Regions from separate parts of the Rattus norvegicus genome. Here region 2 is linked to region 1. A link is a contact called in public Hi-C data. All regions are on one chromosome and are shown on one strand. The core of a region is the stretch at or near the end of the contact, and the rest is flanking DNA. Distances in the headings are between cores, read along the strand shown.

Region 1 (5,601 bases), core at 1,402-3,901:
CTGGAAGGTGTTAAACTTGTAAGGACAGCCCCATCACTCCAAGTTAAGCTGAGGGAGAGACCAAATTTTAGTCTCCAGTTCCAGGATGCTCTCTGTGTTCACACACACACACACACACACACAGTTCCAGGATGCTGTGTTCACACACACACACACACACACACACACACACACACACACACCCCTTTTACATTTATTCTTTTTACTTTATGTGCATTGGTGTTTTGCCTGCATGTATGTCTGCGTGAGGGTGTCAGATCATGAAGTTACAGACAGCTGTGAGCTGCCACATGGGGGCTGGGATTTGAACCTGGGTCCTCTGGATGAGCCCTCCGTGCTCTTACCTGCTGAACCATCTCTCCAGTCCCTCTCACTTCTGGGCTTCTATCTGCAGGAGAGACCCATGGTGATATATGGATCATTTAAAAAGAAATGAGGTGGGAAGCCCCTGAGAGACATGGGCTCCTTAACAATGTGCACAGAAGCACTGTGCTGGCACATACACAACTACTACGTAGATCACGCAAATGATGAACGGATGCAAGGGGGCTTGTCATCAGAGAGCTTATAATCAAGAGGGGACCTAACAGTCCACATGAGTCTCATCTTAAAAAAAAAAAAAAGTAACAAACGCCTGTATTGTCACTAAGAGTCGCAAGAAATCTGCTAGGCTGCCTTTCCCTGACTTGGCTTGTGTTGAGTCTGCCATATTGGTTACTTGCACTTAATGTATGCATGTTTTAGCATTATCAATCACTGATGAGATTCAATACCAAGTCACTGAACACCTACTGCACCAGGCTTTATGAGAACAAAGATAAAGGCGGTGGACTCTGCCCAGGAGCCACTAAATAAACTGAAAGGAAGCTAAGCCACCAATACACATAATTAATACAGATCTGAATAATATACGATGTATAGAGGGCCTAACGATCAGGAAAGACATTTGAGTTAGGGCACTGAAGCGCATACAGTTAATACTGTATGGTACAACTTATTGATGGCCAATAGACTGTTACTACTATATGTCACATACATTAACATATGCTGCATGCCACACCGGATTATTTATGTATTACCTTTCTCCTTATTCTGATTTTAAACCTACCCATGTTGCCTAAAGCATCCTTTAAACCTTTAAGAGAGACCCATTTAACAGATGAGAAAACCGAGGTCGTGCAATTTTTCTAGGTTAAGAAGCAAAAGTAAAAATATGTAAGTAAACAGGACCCAAGGGATACACGAGCATTCCACACAGAGGGCACGGACCCATTTCCCAGAGCCATTTCCTGCAGTTCTTTCTTCTGCCCAACACATCCAGTGGGAATAACACACTGTAGCTCTCCTTTTCCGCCAGGGCTTTTCTCTTCCTGGGTCTTAAGTGAACTGTTGAGTCTCATGAAGACGCTCTCAAGCATTTCCACTCACTCCAGGACATGTTATTTAAATCACGGGAGCTTCAGGAGACGTGAGACCGGATCAGATATCCAGGTGGACAAAGCCCCTGGTAGGGTCAAGAAACTAAAGCTACCAGATTGGGGATCGGTTCCTGGATACCCTCCAGGGGATGGCAGCAGTACTCTACTCACCCAGGAGGCGCAATCCCCGGCGGAATCCTCCCCTCCTGACCCCGCTAGCAGCTTGGGAGCTGCCATCTGCTCTTTTACCCTTCACCTGCCATGGCACCCCGCACAACCTGCATCCTAACCCGAGGCATCCGAGCATCGCGGGGCAACCGAGCCCCAAACCCGGTCCAACGCGCGCCGAGCCCGGCCCGCCCCTGGCCAGACACTTACGGTTCCAGTATACCGGGTAGCACTCTCCTTGAGTGACATCCACCTCGTAGAGGCCGCCGCGCACGCACACGGGCTCGATGGTCACCAGCTCCTCCATCTCCGGCTCAGGCCCCACCGCGCGCGGGCAGAAGCCGCAGGCGCGGTCCTCGTCGTCCTCCCTGAAGCTAGAGGTTGGGCCGCACACCCGGTCTCCATCGCGGTCCGCCGACCGGGCACGAGAGCCCGTCGTCTGCAGGAGGCTCCGGAAGGCGAGCTCAATGCGCAGAGAGTCGTAGCCGATGAAGGGCTTCCAGGTCTTCTTGTCTTCCTTGTAGAACCAGCGCACCTCCTCGGGGCCCAGCTCCGTCACTACCTCGTAGCGGTGCCGAGCGGCGCAGCCGCCCGGCCGGGAGCGCTTCCTGTCACCGGGTCCCCCTCCCGCTGCCCCGCCGCCCCCCGAGTTCGGAGCGACCAGCGGCGGCGGAGGCGAAGAAGAGCTACCGCCGCCCGCGCTCTCGCCCTCGCTGTAGTAGCGCAGCGACGAACCCGACTCGGCCGAGCTGAAGTCGTAGTTCTCGTCGCTGAGGCACGGGTCCAGAGCCAGGTGGCTCAAGTCGTCCGCGCCCGGTGCCAGGTGCAGCGGCTCCGCGCGCAGCAGTGACAGCGGCACGCCGTCACCCGGCTGGTGCTCGAAGCAGCAGCCGCCGCCACCGAACACGCCCGCCGCGTCCGAGCCTAGCTCCCAGGCACCGCCGCCGCGGCCGTTACGCTCGGGGCTCCGTGGGGCGCCGCGGCCGGGGTAGTTCATGCCGCCGGCGCTTCCGCCACACGCGCATCCGATGCCGCCGCCCTCTGGGCCCGGACTTTATAATCTTTCAAATCCCCAGCAGGGCAGCAGCTGCGGCCGAGGCGACTCCGCCTCCCCGCCGGCCCCCGGCCGCCGCAGCGCGGTTCCGGGGCCCGCCCCATTGTTACGCAGACCCCCCCGCGTGGGCGGGGCCCGAAAGAGGCCCCGCCCCCAGACCGCGCGCGCCTCCCCGGAAGGCCCGAAGCCACTAGTGTTGCTCCTGCTGGCGCTCGGCGGAGTCTAATGGTTCGCGCCTGGAAGAGGGGGTCAGACGAGGTCGCGGCAGTCTCGGCAACGGTGGAGCCCCTGCCTCAGCTCGCACTGGCTCCGCCCCCTCGCTTCCACGCCCCTGAATGCCAGCCGGAATGAGGTTTTCGCCCACTCATCTTTACACTTTGGGGTCATGAGCCCCAGCTCTATGCCCAGAGGGGCCCTGGAAATTGCTAGCTCACGTCCCTGGCTTTAGGCCTGCCTGAAGCATCCGAAAGACCTGCTTGGTCACCTGGTCTGGCCCTTTCCCAACCTTCAGCCCATTCATAAAGAAGGCACTCCGCCTCTGCGGCTCACCTGGCAATACTACTCCCACTTAGAAAACAGGAGTCCTAGCGTCACTGTGCCAGCTCTTAGGGTTGCTTACTCTCATGTACTTATGCTTCCGGTTCTTTCCGTATTACAGTAAGGCCTTGGATGGAAACCAAGTACCTATGTCTCAGTCTTTCCCCACAGTCTCTGCACATTCGATGTGCCTTGGTTATAAACTAACTGGCCTTGCCAGCCTGGTGTGATAGATTATTAGACTGAAAGAAAAACAAGGTTCTAGACTCAACTTTGCCACCCCCAGGCAAGTCATTTAATCTCCTTCATTTGTTTGTCTTATTCCTTGTGCATAATTAGGAGATCATTGTACCGGGTGATCTCTAGCGATGCCTAGAAGTGATTCTATGGCCTTTAAGCCTTCCCGAGTTTGGCTCGGTTTTTGTTTTTAATGTACCTCCGATTCTGTAACTCACTTCCTGGTTTCAGGGAAACATCGGGGCTTCTTTTTGTTAGATTTTCAAGACAGCGCAAAGAGACAGAAGACAGAGACCAGAGTCTGACATCAACAGAAGTTTATTTCAAACAGAAAGACTCTCCTGAGGGAAATGGGTGTCTTGGAAGGGAGTAAGCTAGCTGGGGTCCTTTATAAAGGCCAGTGGGAGACTTGGAAATGAAATTCTTGCAGCCACAGGGCTATGTGTTGGTCTGTGATGTGTCTTACCTGGATTTGTTTGATTTACAAAAGACCGTTCGACTTGGGTGGCAGGCTCCTCCAGCAGAGATTATCTGGATTGTGGCTGACTGAAGAATTTGGTCAAGGTCAGCTCTATTCCCACAGAAATCCTGTTTTATAGCTGAGGCACTTTGTCACCTCAGACAATTTCTTTTAATTGAAAAGTTTTTATTTTATAGACCCACCCTATCTTGAGAATTGCCGGAAGACAATCTCCAACCTTGCTCTTAGACCAAGAGTAGACAGTCTTCACTGTTAATGTTTTTACTCTTTGTGGAATCAGGTCAGTAGGGCAAGTTGTCTTGCTCTGAGGATGTAACCTGTCAGAGATCCTTCAGAGTCCTTATTTAGATCCGGATCACCTCAGCTGTACACCCGTGCTTTTGTAGGGATGTGGTTAAAAGGCCCTGCTTCCTATGGGCGGATGCGAAGTGATACTGTTGCAATTCCTGCTAAGTAGAGGAGTACAAAGTAGACTTTCTACCAGCAAGGCTCGATTGGCTGGATATCTTGGCCGTGAGCAATCCGCCCGCTTGTACATTATTGCTTCAATGACAAAGCGTCATCCATACTGCCATCTTGAGTTGCTGCATCCCTAATTCTTTCCCAATGTTTCTATTAATAATAATGCAGAGTAAGAAATTGGGTATGAACTGTTTTCTTTCCATGAAGGCATTACCGCACACTGTTCTGATAGGTATCCAGGCACAGACACTTCTGTATAGCTTCTGATGCCAAAGAGAACCAGGAACCTGTAGCTTAGGAGGGGATCTTGATAAGTAAACACCGAGGCTATATTAAAGTGTAATTAAAAGTAGTAGATATCAGTGTTAAGTCTCAAACCCTGGGACAAATGGCCGAGGTGTCTATTTAATATCAAAGCAGATCCGACCTCCAGGTTCTCCCAGCATCCCTCAGTCCCTACCTGTTACAGGATATGGCTGGCATACCCTGCCTTCTACCCCAGAACTCTCCAGCCCAGGGACCAGGCTGCCCTTCCCTAGGTGCCTCTTCCCTATATAATCCAGCCTTTTTGGTCACCTGCCCCTCTTGCACTTTTGACCTCTTGGCTACAGCACTGGGTTCTTCTCTCTCCCCTCTCCCCACACAGCCCAGCTCAGCCTGGTCACATGTACTCTGGACAGATGTCTCTGTCTCTGGCTAAGCTCTCCCACATATCTATAATAAACTTCCTCCTCTACCGTACTAAGAGTACCCACGTCCTTTCCTTTCCTCTTTCTTTAAAATGTCTTCCTGTTGGCAGGATATAGCCAGAGTATTTCCATGCTAATAATCAATTGTGGTTTTGCTTGTCATTTGTTTGTTTGCTTTGTTGTTTGTTTGTGTGGTTTTTTTTTTTTTAGCAGTTTTAACTCTTAGGGATGACATCATTTCTATCAAAGAACATCATTGTTCTTTGGAGTTGTCTGTCTTGTTTGTTTCTTGAGATGGGAGCTTCTCTGTGTAGCTCTGGCTGTCCGGGAACTCAACCTGTAGACCAGGCTGGCTTCAAACTCAGAGATCTGTCTGCCTCTGACTTCCAAATGCTGGGATTCAAGGCCATCACACCCCAGTTACTGTTTTACAAATGACCCTTTGCCTCCTACTGAATGAATGTTTTTTTTATCATTTGTGTGCTAATGCAGGTCACCCAGCTAGGTAGCCTAATTTTTCTTGAAATAGATGCTGGTTTCTCATGATCATCCAAG
Region 2 (5,601 bases), core at 1,040-3,539, 130 kb after region 1:
CAGAGTCTCAGTATAAACACAGCAGTGGGGACTCAGGGTGCCACACCACTCCTGCTCTCCTAGGGATCCCTTCCCACGCGTGTACATTCCGTGCTCAGAGAGCACTAGAGGAGAGCGCTGCTTTTAACTGTTCCGAAATTTTTACCTAGTGTGGGTTGAGCATCTGGATTTGATTGGAGGTCATTTGTCCTAACTTAGCACTTCCTATTAATTTCGTGAAGGATTACTATGGAAATACATGATCTAGCAACTGGATTTTTATAAGCTATGCCGAGTGCCATACCATACCTGGGTCAGATTGGATTTATTACTGTTGAGAAGGAAGTCTTGGATTGCGTGCCTTCCTGTGGCTATTGATTTCATTTTGTACCAGCATGTGTGAAATTAGAGGCACAAAAAACCATTCATTCCTCTCCCCCCATCCCGTTGGAATAGTTGTTTTCACTTTATGAAACAAACAGTGAGGGCATTTCATGAAATTCGATGTATTTTTAATGAGTTTTGATTCTCATGCTGGAATGCATTAATATTTTACATGCCCTCCCAGGAAATGCAAGACACGGAGAAGGGACACTGCCTTCAGCTTGTCCAACGGGAACACAGTGCTCAGGGCAGGAGAACTTGAGCTTCAGGCTTTGAAGATCGGTCAGGGGTGAGAGAGCTGGCTGGGGGCCAGGTTTCCTGTTCTTCATTTATTGACAAGGTCACAGTTATTCGATGACTCGGGAGGGGCACGAGTCTTCAAGGAATAATGAAAGCTGGCGAGGGTGTGGCTGGGTGTGAGAAGTGGGACCTTGGGGCCGTGAGAGATACATATACCATAGGCCTTTCCATTGCTAGCCAAGACTGGTCTTTTGGTTTCACCATTCTTCATTCAGAAAGATTGTTTGGCTGGAGACAGCTCAGCCAGCACGGTGAGTGTGCCAGCATAGTCAGTGTGCCAACACGGTTAGTGTGCAAACATGTGAATGTGCCAGCATGGTGAGTGTGCAAGCATGGTGAGTGTGCCAGCATGGTGAGCACAGTGAATGTGTCAGCATGGTGAGTGTGCCAACACGATTAGTGTGCAAGCATGTAGAGCTGTGCCAGCATGGTGGACTGTATTTGATACTAAGAACCCACATTAAAAATGGTGGGTTTGGTGGCATGTGCTTATAGTCTCAGGGGAGGTGGATCTGGTTCTCTGTGGCCAGCTAGCCTAGCCTGCTTATCGGGTTCTAGTCCAGGGAGATATGTTTTATAAAACAAGGTGTATAGTTCCCAAAGAAGGACACCCAGGGTTGTTCTCTGATCTCTACATGAATACAAGTGCACATACAGAAGCATGGATTGCCCGCCCCCAAGCACACACACACACACACACACACACACACACAGAGAGAGAGAGAGAGAGAGAGAGAGAGAGAGAGATCCCATAAAAAACACAACACCAAAGCCATAACATATATGCAAAGGCTTTGTATGGTTTAAAAAAAAAATTCTGACAAAGCACTGTGACACAGAGAACCTCTCAGAGATGCTGATGATTCACTTCCTGTGGGCCATCTGCTGCTGGGGATGGCACCTGCCCTTAGAGCGGTTTGTATCCCTAGTAAGGCTCTGCTGGAGAAAACAAATTCTTAATTTTAATTTTCGAGTGATTATCAATCGGAGGGAGCTTCTGAGTTAGGGATGGGGGTGTGTGTGTCTATTTCTCCCAACACCGGGACCCCATCTAGAACAGTCCAGTGCTGGCCCTGAGCATGCCGATGTAGCCTGTGTGTGTGCGCGCGTGCGTGTTCAGAAAGCCTTTTGGCTCTAGTGTCCTCCACCACCTCTCTTACAATCTTTCTACTTCCTTTGCAAGGTCCCCTCCTGAGCTCTGGGAGGAGGGATTGATAGCGATACTTTGGTTAGGACCGAGTGTCCCGAGGTCTCTCTCTCTCTGCACACAGTATGGCCGAGGGTCTCTGCACTGGTTCCCATCTGCTTCAGAGGAGACGGCTCTGATGATGGCTCCATGAACCTAGCAGAATGCCATTATGAGTCATTGTACAGCTTAGCAAGCATTTTAGCAAAACAGCCCACTTTACGCTATGTGATTTGCGTTAAGGCAGTAGTATTTAGCTTTCCCTGGCCTGTCTTAGTCTCAGGATTTTGGCCACCCAGTGTCGGGCGTAGGTTTCATCTCACGGAGTGGGCCTTAAATTCAATCAGAGAGTGAACTGGCTATTCACACAACGTTAGTCCTGCTATTGCACAAGCGTGTCGCACACGCGGCAGGTCACCACAGTAGGTAGCAGGGTTTACAGCTGGGCTCATGTTACTCTTTCTGCTTTGGTGGCATGAGGAGTACTTTCAAGAACCAAGAACACTAGTCCCTCGGGGCAAAGACTCCGGGGAGGCGCCAGCTCAACTTCTCTGTGTTCAGTGAGTTGTGTAGGGGTTGGCTTTAGCGACGGGGCCTTACTGTCAGTTTCTGGGGAGTAATCAATAACCCTGGCAATAACTCAGGTTGTTTGGGGTTCCCATGGGTCCACTTTGACCAAAAGTTCAATTAGATCTAACCCATTTCTTGTAGTAGAAGCATCGTTTGGTGATAAGAGATGTCCAGTTGAGGCTCTGTCTCTCCCCTGATTTGGACTTCTTTAGAGCACCTTTATATATGTACACATTTTAGCAGGCTTCTACATACGGGGTTTCCATATGACCCCTCAAATAGCCCTTAGTGTTAGCTGTCCTCCCCTTCCCTATTGGACCCTTCTGTTCCAGCTTCCTTTCTCTCCGACCCCGAGCTCTACATATTTGATGTTCACACTGGTTCTTCAATTTACTTGCATTTACACAATAATTCAGGAAGGGAGCTTTGGCAGCTGGCCAGTCCATTCCTAACGCAAAGAGCGCTTCTGCCACCTTGTGGGCACTCCGAGGAACTGAAGGGATTTTTCCACAGGAAGAGGAGAATTTGACGAATTTCATTTCAAATTTACTTCAACAGTTGAGAATTTAGCCAAGTACTAAACAGATTAATTTTTTGCCTTTGTGAAGGCCGGGGCGCCTTTGATCACTTGGTCGTTTTAATGAACTCAATGTGGTTGTTTCCGACTTGGCCTTGGAAGTCTTGGCAGGTCTCCCTGGTTTAAGTGGGAGCCTCCTCGCCTCCAGATTGGACCCCTCAGTTTGGCAGCGCTGTCCTTCCCACTGACAGAAGGTTTACAGAGAGGGAAAAATAATTCTGTTTCAAATTCTGCCAGGGCACGTAAGTTGTTTTCAGGCTGCCATTTATCGTGTGATTCTCTGAAGATTTAATATTTAAGAAAAAACTGCGGTGCACCTGTCTGGGGGAAAAGTGCCTTGTCTTACGGCAGCACAATTTTTACTAAATCAATAAATTAAAATAGCTGTGTATTAGGATCTAGGAGTTGGCTTTCTTCGTTTAAGCTTCCCGCTCTTCATGTGGAGGGGGACTTGTTTCCGGTGTACCCACCTGCCCTCTGTAACCAGCCAGAGATTTCCTGAGGGTTTCTGGCACCGGCTTTGCCCAGCAACCTCCTTGTGGTACTATTTGTGGCCACATCCTAAGTGATTCAGCCACCCGCTATCTTTGGAGCTTTGTTTCATCTCACACAAAGCTCTTTTCAGCTCCACTTTGACATTCTGCTATCATGCCACGGCTCTGCCCGGCCAGAGAGAATAATGTGACCATTCACTATCTGTCTTAGAGCAGAAACGGGCTATTTAGCATTTTGGCTGACAGACTGGATGGTGACAAGAAGAGACCAGGATCCTGCCACTTCTCATAAAGATGAAACATCTTAGCCTTAAAACATGGCTCTCTATGAGTGCGAACTGTTTTTCCATTGGTTCTCACTTTTGACATCGGGCCCAAGTGGCTTGGGTCTTCCCTATGGGGTCCTTCCCTCGCTGTCCTGTTTGTGGTGAGTTTATTGGCCCAGAATTCACTGAAGTTATCGAAAGCTATGGAGACGTTCAGCCAAAGTTGTTGAATACTAAAATCCTGTTGTTGTTCTTGGAAGCTCACGCATGTGTACGGTGAACTTGTCCAGGTTTTCCTTTTTTCTTTATCCTCTTGGTTTCTCGGGCTGTTTTCTATAGCTGGTCCAGTTTAAAAAGCTATTTGTGGTCATATCGGATGTGAGAATAATAGAGAACTCAAGAAAAGGGGGATATTGGATTTGCTTCATGGAATATTTCACACCACTGGTAGCTTCCAGGTCAGAAGTATTTTAAACTGGGGTCCCCACTTGGGGAGCAAGCTTGTGACCAGGACGGTGAAAAACATCCACTTCCAACCAATCACATGAAGTTTATTCAAAAACGACTCGCCTTATGGGGGGAGAGAAAAATGACAACCATGATTTATACTTTACTGATAAATACGTCATTGCCCCACCTTTGCTCAGCCCTAACACCAGCTATACTAATTCCAACCCTTTACTGGGAGTCTCAGGGGAGTGTGTGCACCAGTGTGCTTCCACATTGACAATCGCACTGGGAGTGACCGGAAGTTTCAATAACGCTCACGCTATCTGTGCTTCAACCAGGCCAAAGTAGAGCACAGTTCCTCCTTACACATTTCAGGAGACCTCACCCTTAGACAGTTTAATGTCACTGGAGTTAGAAGCAGTTGTGTCATGGAGAAGAACTCTGCCCGACGTTGGACTTTGAGGGCCTGGTGACATTTTCTTACCAACGTGTGATCTTAGCTGAAGGGACTCTTTTTTTTAAAAAGTAATTTTTTTATTGGATTTTTTATTTGCATTTCAAATGTTATCCCCTTTCCCGGTTTCCCCTCCAGAAACTGGCTATCCCATCCCTCTTCCCCCTGCTTCTATGAGGGTGCTCCCCCACCCACCCATCCACTTCCTCCCTCCTTTCCACCCTGACATTCCCCTACAGTGGGGCGTCAAGCCTTGACAGGATCAAGGGGCTCTCCTCCCATTGATGTCCAACAGCGCCACCCTCTGCTACATATGTGACCGGAGCTATGGGTCCATCCATATATATTCTTGGGATGGCAATTTGGTCCCTGGGAGTTCTGGGGTGGTTGATATTGTTGTTCTTATGGGGTTGCAAACCCCTTCAGCTCCTTCAGTCCTTTCTCTAACTCCTCCATTGGGGACCCCATTTTCAGTTCAATGGTTAACTGTGAGCATCTGCCTCTGTATTTGTCATGCTCTGGCAAAGCCTCTCAGGAGACAGCTATATCAGGCTCCTGTCAGTACGCACTTCTTGGTATCAGCAATATTGTCTGGGTTTGGTGACTTCATGTATATGGACTGGATCCCCAGATGGGGCAGTTATTAGATGGCCTTTCCTTCAGTCTCTACTCCACACTTTGTCTCCTTATTTCCTTCTGTGAGTATTTTTGTTCCCCCTTCTAAGAAGGTCTGATGCATCCACACTTTGGTCTTCCTTCTTCTTGAGCTTCATGTGGTCTGTAAATTGTATCTTGGGTATGCCGAGCTTTTGGGCTAATATCCACTTATCAGTGAGTACATATCATGTGTGTTCTTTTGTGATTGAGTTACCTCACTCAGGATGATATTTTCTAGTACCATCCATTTGCCTAAGAATTTCATGAAGTCATTGTTTTTAATA

Evidence for each region. A called contact is a pair of places that touch in the nucleus more often than the background predicts.
Region 2: a contact with region 1 is called in a Hi-C map of Schwann cells, with 4 times the contacts expected there. The contact joins the enhancer-like site here to the promoter of Ddhd1 in region 1. A contact is called at or near these places in 5 of 12 Hi-C or Micro-C datasets (the A7r5 cell line, Schwann cells, kidney and 2 more) and 1 of 1 datasets of contacts at active chromatin or transcription factors (oligodendrocytes).

What each region holds. Positions count from the first base shown.
Region 1 is chr15:21,367,957-21,373,557 of GRCr8, forward strand. It overlaps Ddhd1 (DDHD domain containing 1), which reads right to left and starts at 2,652. Exons shown (of 12, transcript NM_001033066.2): 1 at 1,797-2,652. The coding sequence starts at 2,583. It overlaps LOC108352895 (a long non-coding RNA gene), which reads left to right and starts at 2,863. Exons shown (of 2, transcript XR_001841294.3): 1 at 2,863-2,992; 2 at 3,673-5,601.
Region 2 is chr15:21,498,397-21,503,997 of GRCr8, forward strand. No RefSeq gene overlaps it. Among named protein-coding and RNA genes, the nearest start is that of Ddhd1, 130 kb to the left of the region's middle. Within about 2 kb of position 2,290, at least 35 of the 93 cell types and tissues checked have an H3K27ac peak or open chromatin away from gene starts, as enhancers often do. A contact at or near this core is called in Schwann cells, where this site is marked.